Linked DNA regions of Dromaius novaehollandiae: region 2 is linked to region 1. The links are chromatin contacts, called in public Hi-C maps. All regions are on one chromosome and are shown on one strand. Each heading gives the region's core, a stretch centred on a gene start, on an enhancer-like site or on the middle of the called end of the contact. The rest is flanking DNA. Distances are from core to core; before and after follow the strand shown. Region 1 has its middle 16 kb from the start of KLF4. Region 2 has its middle 300 kb from the start of KLF4.

Region 1 (5,262 bases), core at 1,449-3,948:
GGAGACAAGAATTTAACTTAATCATATTCAGAAAGCAAAGAAGCAGAAATTACAGCATCTTTGGAGTCACTGAAAGTATTGTGAGTTGCCTTCCTAGAGTCTTAATGGATAAACAGGTTCTAAAAATATGTGAAACCACCACACCTAAACCCTAGCCCATTCCTAGCATTAAAATGTTAAATTAAAATGAAATGTTTTCAAAGGCTTTGAAATGTTTGGTGGCTATTTATATGACGGTAGTGCCTTCAAGCCCAAACAAAATCGAGGCCCCTTTGTCCATGCACAGCTCTTAGCATCTCAGGAGCCAGGGCTGTGCTTTCAGAAATGTTAGTGTACTGCATCTTTTAAAATTGGGCTGCTTGTTGCAAAGCCTTGAGATGGTTTTAGGGTACCATTTTTAGACACTAAGATTTTTAACTCCTTCCCCCATTTCTTTTTTCCCCCCTAAATCTATTTCCTCTTGTGTTAAAGGCCTTTCAGGCCCCTGTTGAGCCTGGCGAGGCAGGACATGCAGCAGCCGTGGGACTGCCTCAGCGTGAGCCCAGATTGGGCTCCCCAAACCGCCATGGCCCAGAGGGCACCTGTGGGAGCCTGGTGTCATCTGGGCAGGTACCTGGGGCCTGTCCATTCCTAAGGTGCCCAGGATGATGGAAAAAATATGGGTTATGCCATTTTTAACTGTGTCTCCTGATGAGCTGCAAGATCTCTGGCTTATTTCTAAAAAGTAAACTCTTGCTATCTCTCCAAGTCCTGTAAACCCTGGCTGAAAATTTTGCATGCTATTGGGAGTATACTGGGCCTGAAACCAAGTTTGGCAAACCCATACAAATAGTGTTTGGAAGATTGTTTTCAGCTCTTGTCCCTCTGTCATTTGTTTGGTGCTTGTGAATAATCCCATTATTACACTTAACTAGCACAACTATGTATGAAATGTGCTTGTTTCTTTGTTTTTTTTGGGGGGGAGGGAGTTGCACATGTGTCTGAATACTGGCTAATTTCAAGCTGTGCACCTAGGCAAGACAGTCCAAGTAGCCACTTGCTGATGGCAGGCGCTCTTTGTTGCTTCTTTGCTTGCATGCCAACATGACATTCAGCAGTGGCCCTTTACGTGGTTGGTTAGCTATATCGGCTCTGAAGGATCGGAAGGGTGACCATAGGTTCTACATTGCCTCACAGTCAACTAATATTGTGCTTTTTAAATCTTTGCAAATCATCTGACTTTTTTCCATGAAGATAACCCTCAAACCACATTCAACAACCAATACATGGGGAAATTTTGTGCTAGTTCCCGATGTTTTGTAAACAATATCAGTAAAATAAATTAACTGATTAGATTCATCTTAGTCACTCCAATATGGGGGCAAAGGTTATTTTACCACAAGTATTTATTTTACTGGTAATGATTCAGCTTGCTAGCTGTTGCCATATGACCAGAACAAATTTGTTCTCATAACTAGAAAACCATTAATAACCATTTTATCATTCAAATGTCTGAAATCTCCCTGCTGTTCTAATGCATGCCTTCAACATGGAGCGTTGCTAGATTGAATGGCCTGTTTGCTTTCTGCTTCCCCTGTGGACCTTTCACTTCCTCTTCAGAAGAGCTAAACAAACTGCTTGACATATGTAACACTGAAATCAAAAACCTAGTATGGAGGGCGAGTAGTTCGCTGAATGTCCTGGAGGGGCTCAGTCATACTCGTAGGATTGATGCTGGCTGTAACCGCCAGGCTGGAGCCATGCATATGCACTTGAGGCTTAAATAACCTGAATCTCACTTAGGCCCTCTTTGGTTATTGCTTTGCATATTCAGGTTGCAAGTAGTGGCAGCTGTGTGCAAGGCTGAGCCTCGCTGCTCCCAGTGCATCGGCCATGTGGGGCAGAGCAGGTCCCGAACCCGGAGCAGGGAAGCCCTTCAGCCATCTGGCTCCAACCCACCCGTGCTCACAGGAGCCGAAGGAGGCCTTACCGTGCTGTGTGTGCCCAGCTGAAGGCCCTGTAAACATCACTGGTGACAAAAACAGCCTGGAGTGACAGTGAGAACCAGGTGCTATTTTCATTTCAAATAGTTCTCCCCCCGCCAAAAAAACACCCTTGAAAGTTGCAGTGATGTAATCAGGAGCAATCCTGAAACAGACAGTGAAAAGTTCTCTTCCCGATGCACGAAAAGTCAATTACTAAATACCTGCTGGGAGACATCATCATAATAGGAACAATTAGGTCATTTGAATAGCCAAATATGCTTTTATGCTATATTTGTTTACCTTGTGGAACGTATCTGAGATATGCATGTAAATGCCAAAGTGTATTTCTTGTTCGGCACAGTGATCCTTCCTCCCCTCAATTACCAGTATGGTTCCTTGTTTGTACCTGTCAAGGACTGCAGAAACCTACAACTGTTGGTTTAAGCAAATATGCAGTTCTTTGCCAACAGGAATATCCTGTTTAGTGGAGCTTTCTAAGGTGCCAGTTATATGCACATAGCTGTATATTGCCACAACAGTCCGTTTGATCAAAAACCTAGGAGGCAGCCTTCTAGTAATCGATCCCTTAAATGCCTCTACTAGAAATGTAACTATTTGTCTAAACACAGGTGCTGATTTTTCTCTGTTAATGTCAGGCGCAGTTATGTGCCAGCAGGTTTGAAAGCCTCTCTCCGTGCAAAGAGCTGAGCGAAGCGTGATCGTGTCCAGATGTAAATTAAGGCAGCCGAGAGCGAGCCCTCCAACAAACCTGACTCTCACTCCAGCTGTAGTTTAGCAGGGAAACAGGCAAACACAGGCACGATCCCAGTCATTATGCTCAGTCCTGTGCCAAAGTGATTTCAGACTAAGCATGCAAAGCAGGTGGGAATAGGGAAGTGATCCTTGTTCCTCTTCTGAATGTAGGAAACTGAAACACAGGGAGGCTCTGGCACTAATTCAGCAAGGTGCTTAAGCCCGTATTTAATTTTTAAGCTCTGAAATGTGTGGGTGGAATCTGGCTCCACCAAGTCAAAGGCAAAACTCACATGAAATAGGATTTTTACCTTCTCTGTACTATGAAAGTGCTTTGGGAGGGAAATAGCTTGCCTAAGGTCACCCTGAGAGTCTGTGGCAGAGCTGGGAATTGACGCCAGGTCTCTGGAGTCGCAAACTAGTGCCTGAACCTGTTTTTAACCAACTGAACACTTCCTCCCAAAACACTGTTGGCCATACTTAGATATCTCAGACATCTCTGAGTGATTCTGAGCCTGACCTTTCTTCTGGCCATTTTTGTAGGGTAAGATGAAAATACAGCTTTTATTCCATCCTCCAAGTTATATATAAAAATGATATAAATAAACCAACCCGACCTGAATGCCAGCACGTGGAGGAGAGCGTTACATATTTGATGTACGTTACAGAGCCTCCAACCTCATGGACTGATGAAGCGCACAGCTAAAAGCCAAGAACTGCTGCATGCACGTTGATTTAGGCAGGCAGCCTTTTGCTGTGCTGAGCTGAGTGCTCTCCTTCGGTTTTTACAGCAGAAAGGGACCACTGAGCTGGGCAGAGCCATCCAGCCCGCCCCGCGCAGACCTCAGGGAGCCGTCCCCGGAGACCCCCGCACCGCGGCACTGGGGGCTGGCGTAGGCTCACTCATCTCCGAGAGGGCCACGTTTCGCCTCCGGGGCACACATCAAAAACTAGCAGGCTGCTTAAAATGCCCTGAGGCCAATGTCAGCCCGAGCGCTGTTTCCGAGGTGTTGCCTCTGGTCGTCCTCAGGCGTCTCCCAGTCCGTTTTCGTGCCGGTGTAAGGGGTCGAGCTGCCGGTGCTCCGCTCGGTGCGCGGGGCGGTCGGCGCCGGAGGGAGGTGCGCAGGGCTGAGCTCCTCGGGAGCTGCAGGCCTCACGGGGGCACTCGAAAACAATTAATCATGGGCTTGACGAGCCGCTCCGATCCTCTTGGACTGCCGAGGCCTCGCAGTCTAGCTCTTACCTGCGCTGCCCGATTCTCATTTACGTTCTGTTTGTTTTGCCTTACTCCTTCAGTGAAAAGAGACTTTTAGGGTGAAGTCTGCACCTGCTCTAAAACCCACTTACTTACACTGCTGGAATATCTCAACATTTCTAAGCCTGACAGATGTGAATGCAAAGTGTTGTCTAGTCTGCTAAGGCTTGCTAAAAAGCTTTCATCCAGCCTCCAAGAACAAGCAAGTGGTACCTCATATTAATACCTTCTTTCATGTTCTACCAGCAAAACTTCATGTTGTTTTCCTTATACAGAACACTAGCATTAAAAGGAAAGAAAAGATTTTCCAAACAGCTGGAAACATGATCATTCTCAGCATTCAATTAGTGGTTATTCACTCCTGAAAAAAGCAGCATACAGGTTTTCTCACCTAGGAGAAGGGCAGTAACTCTTTCTTGCTTGTTGCTCCGACTCCAGCTGGGCCAAATTCTGCTCATGTGAGTTCTGTCATGGTTTCTGCATTCAGCAACCATGGACAGCTGTGTCTCTGTAGGGCCTGATTCAGCCAGGTAATGAAACATGTGAGCAGCCCCCGAGGCATGATGAACAAACCCTGGGTAACATACGTGCTTGCCAAAACCAGAACACAAGGAAGAACACAAACACAGCTGAAGGTTTTCATGAGTGACTAATGATTCTGGACGTCTTACTGACTGAAGATGCTATGAAGTATGTGCAGTATGTGCAGTTATAAGGGTGCTGATTACTTTGCCTCTGAAAGTCCAAGCCTCTTTATGAGACTATTCAGGCATTAAAGCAGGGCAGTTATGATTTATTTCTGAAATGCAAGCAACATGCTGCTCTCAAAAAGGAAAGGGCTGGATTCACTTCCTCTGACAGGGGCATGTAACGTGTTCATTTTGGCATTGGTTGGCACTGGCATGGGGCGCAGAGCATTGAACTTCCTCTAGGCTTTCTACCGAAGTGGTGTCCCAGAGGCTGGTAACCCATCAGCCCCGTGGATGAACTTCACTGCTGGAGGGAGGCAATTGCTGAAATGACAGCTCTTATTTCCAGGCGTGATTTCCTGTTCATCTGAGTACGAACGAGGATGCTGTGGTGCTGCCTTGGCAGACACCATTGCACTGGTAGCCCACCGGTATCGGGGGCATCGGCAGGACTGTCCGCCTTGGCTGTGCACAGCACACTGGTCTCTGCGCTTGTGTATTTACAACAGAGCAAAGTTTCCCTCACTCAGTGCTGGGGGAGGCTGCCCAGAGAGGTCTATGGGCCATGCACTTTCTTCTCTGGGTTTCACACAAGCTGCCC
Region 2 (5,977 bases), core at 1,600-4,099, 320 kb after region 1:
ACAGCAGTATTATTATTAATACCCAGTGTTGACACCCTCAGGCTGCATTTGGTAGATGTGGTTGAGTGAAATATTGGCACAGGGCTGAAATATATCAGGGTGAGATATCCCACATTTGTTTAGAGGCAGGGAGAGTACAGCTTGACTTTTTTTAAGTCTGTGTGGTCCATATTATTCATCTTCTCTTTGAGTTGTGTCAAGCTATCCATTTGAGGAGTAATATATCAGATAAGTACAGACTATTTGTTTCTGGCATAGAGTCAGCTCTGTTTTAAAACAGAGCATACAAATTGTTTCCTTGTTGGAAGCCCTGGATCACCTGGCAGTATTATTTATCTTTAAAAAAATACAAGTGGTAAGTGGCCAAGCAATACCTCTGGGCATTTTAATCTTTTAGCTGAGAATGAAGAGTTTTTGAAATCCATGTAAGACACAGGAACGTAGGAGTCTGAGGTAGGCCAGAGTAATCTTCACATGAAGCAAATATGGGCTAAAATACCATGAATGACTTTTACATCATTCCACTTCCTTGTATATAAATCCATTTTCTTTTGCCATCACTTACGGGTAGAAAGAGGACTAGGAGAGGATTCCAAACAGCTGTGCACATCACAGTTCTTGCACTGTCTACTTTGTCTGGTGCAAGTTTTGTTATATATGGAAACATGTTACCAACAGGTTAGAATACGGCCAAAGGCTGGCATAGTTGGTTCAGATGCAGGAAATAACTGAGTTTCTCTGAAGCAAAGCAAACCACAATCCCCACTTTTAAATAGTGAAAGAGTTTTTGTTTGTTTGTTTGTTTGAACTATGAGTCCTAAAATCTACTCTTCCCCTTTTTCCAAATTCTAAGGGATTGAACTATCCTGTATACCTACCCTTACTAAATCCTAGAATCTCAATTGCAATTCACAAAATTATTTAGGGAGATTCTGGAATGATTTACATTGATTTCAGAGCATAAAAGCCTCATCTGTTCAGCTGAGGAATATTTTTGTAGAAGCTAAGTATGTTAATAATCAGAGCTTAAAGAAAGAAAGAAAAAAATATTGAGAGGGAGTAGCTGTGGCTTAACACAAAGATGTAGGCATAGTTGCCCTCTCCAGGAAAACAAAAAAACCCCAATAGTTTGAGATGCTGTATCCTCCTCCTTTTTTCCTCCTTTCCTGTATAAAAAATTATTCACTGTCTTGTACCAATTACAGACGATTTACTCTGCAGAGTCTGGGCCACATTTTCACCAATGCCTTGCACCCTACACTAAGGAAATATATGCAGATGCCCAGCATACAGTAAACTCCAAGCCAGTGTCGCTGGAGTAGGGCAGTTCTTTGTTCTGTGTAGTCTAAGTTAAGCTCTAAATAACCATAATGACTTTTATGTCTAGCCCTCTCTATAATCACTGCGCTGTGTCAGTCTTCCTGCCTGAAGCCAGAGGAAAAAATTGTCATGTTATGTGTATGTCTAGCTGTCTCTTTGTACATCAGTCTGCACACTTATCTCATGACTTTCAAAATCCACTAGCCAGTTTCAAGACAATTTGACAAAGAGATTTGGAAGTCTTGCAGATGCAACGTGCTTAAAAGTTTTGTGAAATTAGGAAGCTGGAGGGCAGATTCAAGTACGACAAATTCTACTTTCAAAGCTTCAGTGTGAAGTTGCAACTTAGGTGTTAGAAAAAAATCACAGAAGACTGTTTCCATACGTACCCCAACTGCAGGAAAACCTTTAACTGGAGCCTGTATATTATGAGATATCAGAGAATCCAATAGGGAATTGCAAATCCAGGGGAACTGAGGTTTCATCAGCCCCATTTAGAAAATGATGACAATTTTCATTTTGATTCTGTTTTGTTTACTTGTTTTCTCATAGACCCCAGATTGAGATGAAACAAATATCTTGCCTGCAAAGGAGTCCATCATTTTGGAAAAGATTCAGAGCATGCCTTTTGCTCATCTAAATCTGTGGAAGGATTTCAGCTTCTTTGCTGAGCAGGTAGTCTTTAGAGGAGTTTGGTTTAGGCTAGGCAGAGGAAATGTTTGCCTAATTAACATGCACCACTGCTTATTATCATCACGTGCTCTCACAGCCTTTTCCAGAGCTGACATAAATCAGCACGACCCTACTAGGGTTCAGTATGCATTTGATGGCGGCACTTGCATCTTTGACCCTTTTCATTCTGACTTCGTGGTTCAAGGATATAAGTTTGCAGATAAACAAGTAGGTGATTTTCAGTCTGTGAAATTAATAGCAAAAGCCTGAGGCAGAGGGTTACAGGTCAAACAAGTCCTCAGAACAATGCAAATTCTGAACGTCGCATCAGCCTGCTCTTCTGTACAGTATTCTGCTTTCCTCCCTGTCTTGTATGTTGTCAGGACAGCAAATATATAATTACAAATAAATAGTTAATGCTGTTATGTGAGTCGTTACGCAAGCCGAGATTTTTTCTCTGTCACAACCACTAAGATGTGGGCTATTTTCAGAAACCCGTGGCTAGAACCAGCTCATGTGTTCTGAATGCCCCACAAAAAAGCTTGATTTTCCATGGTTTATAGCAGTCTTTCTGGGCCACCATATTTCTGGTTATACTAACACACTGAAGACAAGAAAACTAAACTTTGCTTTACAAAGTTTATTGCATATCTACTGGGGAAAATTGGTTATTCTGGAAAGCACCATAATCAGAGATCAAGTGAAATCCCAAGTAGGCTGCGACATTGTCCCGCAGGCCACAGGTGATTCCACAGAGAACTGTATTGGAGACAAAAAAGAAACTGCTTGAAACATGAGCTCTGAAATCCCCCATGTGCTCCATAAAATTGAACCTAGTTGCTCGTAAACTCTTCAAGGTCGGAATACCTGTTTACCACATATACTGCACAGAACAGCGGTTTTCTGTCTAGGCACCACTATGGTGTGTGTGCTCGATAGACACAGTAATGGATATACACACGTGCAAGAAGTTGCTAACATAAACTGGTACTCTAAAATAAGATAACAAATTCTAAGCACAAAGAAGTGTGGAACATTTTGTGGGCTCTCTTACCTAACACATAATATTTTCCCTCTAATTATGTCCTGACAAATGCTTTTCTGCAAAGCTTTCCTTTTTTCTAATCTGCCAGAATCAGAAACCACCATGGACTTCCATAGTCAGCTGTAGTTTTTTGCTCCTCCAGGTCCCTGGGGAGGTGCTTAGGAGCTATGTTGTTAATGCAAGGGTTTAGTCTCTTTCTGTCCAGTCCAGAGGGGGAAAGTACTGGGTTTTCAGAAGTGAGGGCTGAGTGTTTTCCTGTGATTTCAGCCTAGCAGTGGTGTTGCATCTGCTCTTTTTGCCAAAATATCTTTTCCCTGTTTCCTGATAAACCTAGAATAAGAGTGACAGAACTCAGAAAGTCAATGAGGATAAAAGAGTCCCTTGCTTTTTTGCCAGAATAAATGACAGATTAACTCTTGCCATCATTTTATTATTATGAAGAGCACACATTTGTAAAGCAAAGTACTGTCTGACTCCAGGGTTTCATTAATAAGGAAAAGTAAAGCACAGGTTAAAATCACATCTAGGTATAGGAAAAAAGAAGCATTAAAAAATACAGCTACAAGATGATAAAAAGTCCAGAGAAATTCAGGTCAATGTTTTGCAGAAAATGTGCACTCTATCATTTTATGAGTAAGCATTTTTGTGTGTTAAAGTTCTGAAAAAAAATACACTGGGAATCAAAACAGAACCTCGTAATGACTTACGGTAACAGAGCCTTTCCTTGTGCTGCTTTTAAGATGAAGGACTTTAAAGAGCTACTTTCCAAGTCAAATCATTAAAGTCAAAGAGGCTGAAAGCACTAGTGAAATTTAGAGCTAATTCCAAATGGGATCTCCCCCTAAAGTATGGAAAATAAACAAAGTCCACCTGTTACTAGATTAACCAGAAAGTGCAAGCTGCTCATTGTAATCTAATCCAGCTGAATGATAACTCCTCAATCACTCCCTTAGCTGATGTCCCTACTAAGAAATTAAAGATTTTGCTTGTGGCTGCTTGCATTGTATTTAACTGGAGAACGTTAAGTTTAGAAGATGTTTTTAGACTCCCTGCTTGTTGAATGCTAGCCTGTTCACACACCTCTTGCTTTACACAGCACAGCCATGTGTCGTCCTTGGGTAGCATGTTTACCAGACTTGTACAAAAGTGCTCAGAGGCTGAAACATGCTGTTGGGAGACCTGGCTGTCAAACTAGCATTCCTGTTCCTGGATGGAAAGTTCTGCACTAAGTAGCTGGGATGGATGCTATGGATGCACTGAGTTGCCTCTTTTTGCATTGTTTGTCATGAATGAAAAGCCTAACACAAGCAAAAACAACAACAACAAAAAATATATATACACATTTGATTACACTGACTCTCAATGTACTGGATTAAGCATATTTAGGATAAATATGAGTGCTTTTGTGCCTGTACGGGTTGACAAAGCAACAGGCAAAAAAACCTGTGAAAGCTGGAGAATGGATACCATCTAGTGGTACCATCAATAAACTAATGGATTTGGCAGCTGCTGAATTTGTCCGTGGCTGTCTTCCTTTTGGGGTCTTTGTTCTTTACGGGACCTCTTGACCTCATTCAGATTCATCATTCTCTTTCTGCAAAAAAAGAGAGTGGCCTTTGAATTGGCAACAGCTGGAGAACATACAAGGCAGTGCTGGGCTGAATCTTCAAGTTCCCAAATTACCATTAGACTTTCTTCTCCCTGCCCCTCTCTGGAGAAGGCACACCTTGGTGCAGGCCCAGAAAATTGCTGTGAAGGGTATTAAAGCCTCAGGGGAATACAGAGACCCTGTGTCCAGCCAGGTTCTCATACATATCTGCTGATCTGGACCTTACACTGAAACGTACTTCAGTTGTCATGTCTCCATCTTTCTCCATCCACACACAAGCATGGGGTCTTCCTCTCTGGCAGGGGCTGCAGGCCTGAACCAAACCCTGCTGAAGAGCTTTTGTTTGGCTTGAAGGGGTTCACCTTCAGATGGATCTTTGCAAACTCTTGCCCTGAACCACTCACTGGCAATGAGGAGCCCACACTGTCATGGAAAGGTGCAGCACCTTTGATGACAACACTTTCACCTCTTTGATAGGAGGTTAGCCAATCTGGCCCAACATCAGCAGTTGTAGGCAATGCTTTCCGTGCCACGAAAGGCAGGATTGCAGAACATGCAGAATTTGCAAGTTAACTCTCATCTAATGGGTTCAGGCATTTGCAAGTCAAAAACTGCCCCGCACTGCCACTGGTCACTGGACATGAGTGTGTGCTCAGGGTAAGGAGGGCTTTTGCCATCTCTGCCATCCCAGCTGTGCCACACTGAAGGGAAAGGGAGGTGTTATTTAGGGAACAGCAGCTTGCAGGATGGCCTGGACAAACGTTCTTCTAGGAAAAGTGTTGGGATCAGGACACGTTTCTAATGAAGTTCAGGCAGCACACAGTGCAGCTGGCTCAGGACATGGCCTGGGGAAGCCCACATGACCGTGCTATCAGCATGGGCAGCACCATCAGACAGATGGATTCAGGGCTTTTAGCTTCCCTGCATGAGATTCTGACAGAAAGTAGAAATAAAGACCATATTCTTGGGGCTCTTGAGCTTCTGACACTCACCTCATTCACTCTCATCTTCTTTCTTGATGAAGAAAATTTTATTTTGAAATTAGATTTCTGAGTATGTTTTCAAATTGCTATCTTGATCAGAGTTCAGCTTTAGAAGGTACTTTTTTTCTTTTAAGTCAGTTTTAATTCCAGTATTATGCTCTAGTGCCCTGCAATATGTGAGGTCTCTGAGTTACCAGACGAGCTCATCAAAACTTTTCCATAACCAATTTTTATTTTGTTAGAGATTGTTTCTGACTTTCCTTTTATCGTTGGGGGGGGGGGGGGCGAAATAAAAAAGCTTTTTCAGTAATTTTGCTTTGTTTTTGGAAATATCACCCATCCCCACCA

The links. Hi-C and Micro-C count contacts between places; a contact is called where the count stands out from the background.
Region 2: a Hi-C map of brain shows a contact between it and region 1, with 14 times the contacts expected there. The contact joins two enhancer-like sites. A contact is called at or near these places in 2 of 4 Hi-C or Micro-C datasets (brain and liver).

What each region holds. Positions count from the first base shown.
Region 1 is chrZ:12,453,478-12,458,739 of bDroNov1.hap1, forward strand. No RefSeq gene overlaps it. Among named protein-coding and RNA genes, the nearest start is that of KLF4, 16 kb to the right of the region's middle. Within about 2 kb of position 2,699, at least 2 of the 2 cell types and tissues checked have open chromatin away from gene starts, as enhancers often do.
Region 2 is chrZ:12,771,127-12,777,103 of bDroNov1.hap1, forward strand. No RefSeq gene overlaps it. Among named protein-coding and RNA genes, the nearest start is that of KLF4, 300 kb to the left of the region's middle. Within about 2 kb of position 2,850, at least 1 of the 2 cell types and tissues checked has open chromatin away from gene starts, as enhancers often do.